Linked DNA regions of Thunnus thynnus: region 1 is linked to region 2. The links are chromatin contacts, called in public Hi-C maps. All regions are on one chromosome and are shown on one strand. Each heading gives the region's core, a stretch centred on a gene start, on an enhancer-like site or on the middle of the called end of the contact. The rest is flanking DNA. Distances are from core to core; before and after follow the strand shown. Region 1 holds the start of akirin2 (akirin 2). Region 2 holds the start of rngtt (RNA guanylyltransferase and 5'-phosphatase).

Region 1 (2,876 bases), core at 99-2,598, 140 kb before region 2:
AACTGCTACACATTGAATTAAAGTATACTGAATTTACAAATGGACAATAAGTCACATTTGTTCCTTTACATGTGTTTTCTGTAAGAAAGGATTAACATTAATAACATTCATTCAACCTCACAGATTTTCAGATGAAGATTTGACACAATGGATAATATAACAAGCTTTTAAAATACAACACATTGTTAAAGATGAAACCAGTGGTTTCCAACCTTTTTGGCTTTTGATGTCTTAAAAGCAGTGTGTAGTCGGGGACTGAAAGCAGATTTGTGTATAAGAACTTTGTTTTTTCTTCTTTCCTCTAACATAAATCATCTCACAACCCCTCAGATTTATCTGGTGACCCATTGGAGGGGCCGACCCCTAGGTTGGGAACCACTGGAGTAAACTAGCTAACTGTATATAAAGTAGTTGAAACTAGCTCCACCTCCAGCAGCTACAACAGTAACATGCTGCTCTAATACTGATGCTTCAGTATTTATAATCTAATGATGTCATATATAATAATAATATATCAGTCAGAGGGACCAAACCATTCTGGTATTTATACATATGTACTTGTACTTGAGTAGGATTTTTCATACAGGACCTTTACTTGTAATGAAGTATTTTTACAATGCTGTTTTTGTACTTTTACTCAAGTAAAGGATCTAAGTAGCCTACTTCTTCCACTCTGGATACAACTATTAACACCAGCACTACGCTGCTACCAATCGTAGCCCGGTTTGCACTTGTGTTGGGTTTTAATACAATCAACTAACGTTACAGATTAAAGACATATATATTTATATACAGGCCTAATCTGTGACCTTAAATTCCTACCTGTGGTGAGCCTGGAGGACACCTCCCCGAAAGGTGAGGGCTCCATACGCAGATATTTCTGCGGTGAAGAGACCGGAGACATGACCGGGGCGCACCTCCTTCTTTTCGGGGAAGCCGAGCTCATTAACGGGTCAAAATCCAGAGTCCTTTTCAGAGTAGCTCCACAAGCCATCGCGCTGAAACGTGTCTATAAAGCTAAACTATAAAACATAAAAGTCCGTGTTATCTGGGGGAAGTCGCCGGCCTGGGCCCCGGTCTGCGCTACTACTGCTAGCTAACGTTATCTAGGTTGGGTCGGCGACTCCGGACTGAAGACAAATACGCACTTTTTTCGTCTCTCGTTATCTTCTGCTGGTAAATCGCAAAAAGTTAAAGTTACCAAAGAGATCTTGAGATAAACTGGATAAAATAATTTAGGTTAAATGTGGCGTAAAGTCTGATGATTACAGATTTCGCCGAACTTGTTCCGAGTACCTTTAACGGCTCACTAGCTTACCTTCTATTCTGTTCTATTTTGTCGCTAATGGGCATGCGCGTGAAAGCGGTCTCATGCTGGTACTTGTAGTTTTTTATTCCCCATAACAATCATTAGTTTATTATCTCGAGTACTACATTTCCCGAAAACCCACATTCTGTGCTTTTTTTCAAAATTGTTTTGTTTGTTAAAACCAAGCCTCAAAGCCTCTGAAAAGTTTCTCTTTCTTTTGAAACTTTTTTACGTATTTATACAAAGCAAGGCATGTTTCATACCTAGAAGTAACCCGAGTTTTACAGAGTACACAGGCAAAAGCACAAGAAACAAATCATAAGAATAACAATAAAAGAAAACAAGCAAAAGCACACAATAAAAAAATAAAAGCAAACAAGCAAAAGCACACAGAATAAAAACAATAAAAACATTCACACAAATAAAACTGACAAAAAATAGATCAATTTGTAGGAGCAGGCCAAATCACAAGGACAATGATAAAAGATGCAAGCTGGTTTGTAATCAGTTGTGAACGTATGTAAAATTGTAGATCAGACCACATAAAATACAGTGTATTACACAATTTAATTAAAAGAAGGTAGGTCTTTAGTTTGGATTTGAAAGTAGTCAGCATAGTCTCAAATCTGAGCTACAAGAGATTCAATATTATATTTATACTACACTAACATATTTATGCACAAAATGGGTGTTCACCTCCCATAACTATTATTACATTATAAGTTAAAAAAAAAAAAAAAAAATCCTAGCCATTTTAACTTGATTTTGTTAACATTCCCTAAAATCAATTGGAAAAGGAAGCCAGCTCGTCTGAAATGTAACCAATCCAGTGTTTGGGTATTTAATGTGATTTCTTTGCAGCTATGTTATTTGTAAGTACAGTTTTCAGTGGTCAATTGGGGGCATTTTCTGGTTCAAACAAGACAATAGTGCCTCAGAATAAAGTTATGTCGAAGAAAAAGTGAAATTATAAGTCTGTAAATTGATAGCCAACTCATAAAGAGGGAAATGAGTTTCACTGCTATGATGATAAACAGTTATGTACGTGGGATGGTGGCAGTACTAAGGATTACTGACCAAAACAATTGATTTACAAACAAGTACTTGGACATTTCAAAGCTTATTCATGGCATGGAAAACTCCCTGAGAACCCATCCCTTGCACACACACACACAAAAGTTTGAGACATTTCCTTTCTATCACTACCACTTCCTCAACCACCTCTACACACACACACACATATTTTGAAATGTAGAGAAATGAAAGAGGCTGTGTAAGTCTCTGGTATTGCAACATTTGTTTCTAAAGTCAAATAAGCAAAACATTATTCATATTGATTATATATGATAACATAGTGCTTCATTGGACTGTACTTTTTGTGTCATAATCCTCCAGTGTCACACTGGAAAGCTGTCTTAATGTTTTGGTAATTATAATCAATGTGAATTGTTAAGTTTAATGGTGTCACACTGGAACAATCCTGCATCCTTTTTGCCACTGTTGTAATTACTTAAAGGACAGGTTTAAACAATAGTCAGATGCCCAAATGAACATTGAACATTGGTTT
Region 2 (2,956 bases), core at 116-2,615:
CTTGATTTGACTAAATTGGATGCTGAAGCGTCATATTAGCTTCAGATAAACTTTTAAATGCGTTTTTTGCACAGAAGGAGGACTGTGGATTTTGGCCCCATCACTTACATTGTATGTGCATTATGAAGGATATTCTAATGATCAGTATGGGCAGGAGGAATGATTACAGCAAGAAAAAACAATTTCAATGTTCATTTGGGCTCCTGACTGTTGTTTTAAGACAGACTTGAAAAATTATGAACCTGTCCTTTCATGGATAACGACCACCACACTGCATAGCATCTTAAAGTGAAGCACAACCACGCTATCGCTTCGGTTTGTTTTGACACGTGATCGACAACGGAGCCAGCCCAACCCCGTGACTGTTTTCAAATATATTTTCTAAAAATGGGAAATAAATGAACGAAACACAGCCCACAAATAATTAAATTAGAATTATTAGCGAGGGGAAAACACGCATGTCTACAGAGAGTTGAATGTTGACAGAGCGTTAGCCACAGGTGCCACGTTAGCTAAACAAGCGCGAACCATTACAAACTTCATTCAGAAAACTGGCAAATTAAGTTGGCCTCGCTACAACTAAAAAACGTACACACTCTTTAAAACGTTTGAGCTCCTATAGTTCGTTAGTAACATCTAGTCAAATCGGAAGTCAATTTCACACCAACCATCACTTCTTTAAATAAAATAATATTAATTAGGACTACACTGCTCGTTAACTTGACAGTGTTGTGATGCTAACCTGGCATTTATGTGTGACTGAAAATGACCCAAAATAGCTACGTACTGCTTGTTATATCAGAACGTTTAGCAAATTAAAAAGCGGGTCATAACGTTTCCACTACTGCCAGCATGCTGTGCGATAAACACAAGACTCCCACTACGTAGCTAGTAGCATTAGCAGCGTGAATGAAGCTTGTTAATCTATCGTTGTGTTTTCTTTCTCTCACCGGCCACAGGTTGTCCTCTTCTAGGGCAATTCCGCCATCGAGGAGGGGGTCCGGTGTGTGACATGTTCAGGGGGAGAGGTTTCGGTGCAGTGAATCACTGGTAATAGTTAAAACCTCGCTACCCGTGTGGCTGGATGGTCACCCGGTGAGGTCGCGGTAATCCCTGGCTGTCGCTCACTCGAGCACCGCGGACTCAAGGCCCTCTGGATACTAATTCAGGACAATCATCCACTAAGTTTGAGCCCGATCAACCTCCTGACGGGCCGGCAGACATCTACACGAAACATATGTTGTTATGACTCACAGCAGAACAGCATCTCAGATATGAAGTTATATTTTGGTCAGCTTTCCGTACGTCCAGATTGTTAGCAAGTAGCTAGCATAACGTCATTAACGTAGCAGTCGCAAAACGAGCTAGCTAGCTGGGGCTAAACTAGCTAGCCTTCTTCTTCTGGTTGTTAATGTCTGTAGTTTAGACGGCATCCTGCGTAATACTGTCACCTGCAGGTACATACGAGAAAGGACACCAAACTACAAAATCCGTTTGGACACATGATCGCAGAACATTTATTTATGGGTTTTAAAACACACTGTCTTTTAAAAATGCCATATAACTTATATATAACTATATATATATGTGTGTGTGTGTGTGTGTGTGTGTGTGTGTGTGTGTGTGTAGGTAATCTGAAGAAATTTCACCCCATGCTTCCTGGAGCACCTCCCACAAGTTGGATTGGCTTGATTGGCACTTCTTACATACCATACCGTCAAACTGTGCTGTCCACAGGGTATGGCATGGCATTGCAAAATGGAGTGATAGCCTTCCTTATTCAAGATCCCTTTTACCCTGTACATGTCTCCCACTTTACCATCACTAAAGCACCCCTAGACCATCACATTTCCCCCACCATGCTTGACAGATGGCATCAAGCACTCCTCCTGTATCTTTTCATTTGTTATGTTTCTCACAAATGTTCTTCTTTGTGATCAAAACACCTTAAATTTAGATTTGTCTGTCCATAACACTTTTTTACAATGTTCCTCTGTCCAATGTATGTGTTCTTTTGCCCATCTTAATATTTTCCTTTTATTGGCCAGTCTCAGATATGGCTTTTTCTTCTTTCTGGAGTCGCCTCTTCACTGTTGACATTGAGAGTGGTGTTTTGTGGATACCATTTAATGAAGCTGCCAGTTGAGGACATATGAGGTGCCTATTTCTCAAACTAGAGACTCCGATGTACTTCTCCCCTTGCTCAGTTGTTCACCGGGGCCTCCCACTTCTCTTTCTATTCTGGTTAGAGCCAGTTTGCGCTGTTGTCCGCAGGAAGTAGTAAATATTGTTTTATGAGATCTTCAGTTTCTTAGCAATAGCTCACATGGAATAGCCTTTGTTACTCAGTAAATCAACAAGAATAGACTGATGAGTTTAAGAAGAAAGTTCTTTTTTTTTACAAAATTTTCAAAAGGACATGGATATATATTGTAATTTTTGTGAACGGGGACCTGAAGATCAATGTCTATTTTATGTTTATTTGGGACCCCAGTCTCAGAAGTTTTGGCAGCATGTCAGTGCATCATATCAACACTTTGGCTCAGAATTTTCCCTTCCTTATCAACATGTACTGTTTTGTTGTACTAATTACTCTTATGCTAAAGCTAATGAGTACAATATAATCAGTATGATCTCATTGCAAGCAAAATCACACATTCATAGATCTAAATACTCCAATCACAAATGAAATTGATTAAAAGCAGTTTAAACCATTTTGCACTCTAAGAATAAGAAAGCTTGTAAAACACAAAATGTATGTACTTTATTTAATATTGTTCTTTAATGTTCTTGCAGATTCTGATGTCACTGTAATATGTTGTTTCTGTGCTGGAACACCTGGCTGTTTGTTGTTACTGTTTTAATACAGTTGGAAAAATACAAAATACATGGCAGTTTTCAAATGTATTTCACTTGATGAATATTTATTAAGTGTTGCAGTGTCTTTTGGAAATTC

The links. A called contact is a pair of places that touch in the nucleus more often than the background predicts.
Region 1: a Hi-C map of muscle shows a contact between it and region 2, with 7 times the contacts expected there. The contact joins the promoter of akirin2 here to the promoter of rngtt in region 2. A contact is called at or near these places in 2 of 3 Hi-C or Micro-C datasets (both in muscle).

Annotation. Positions count from the first base shown.
Region 1 is chr18:21,798,173-21,801,048 of fThuThy2.1, reverse strand. akirin2 (akirin 2) reads right to left here and starts at 1,348. Exons shown (of 5, transcript XM_067573375.1): 1 at 823-1,348. The coding sequence starts at 994.
Region 2 is chr18:21,656,643-21,659,598 of fThuThy2.1, reverse strand. It overlaps rngtt (RNA guanylyltransferase and 5'-phosphatase), which reads right to left and starts at 1,365. Exons shown (of 16, transcript XM_067571633.1): 1 at 951-1,365. The coding sequence starts at 1,014.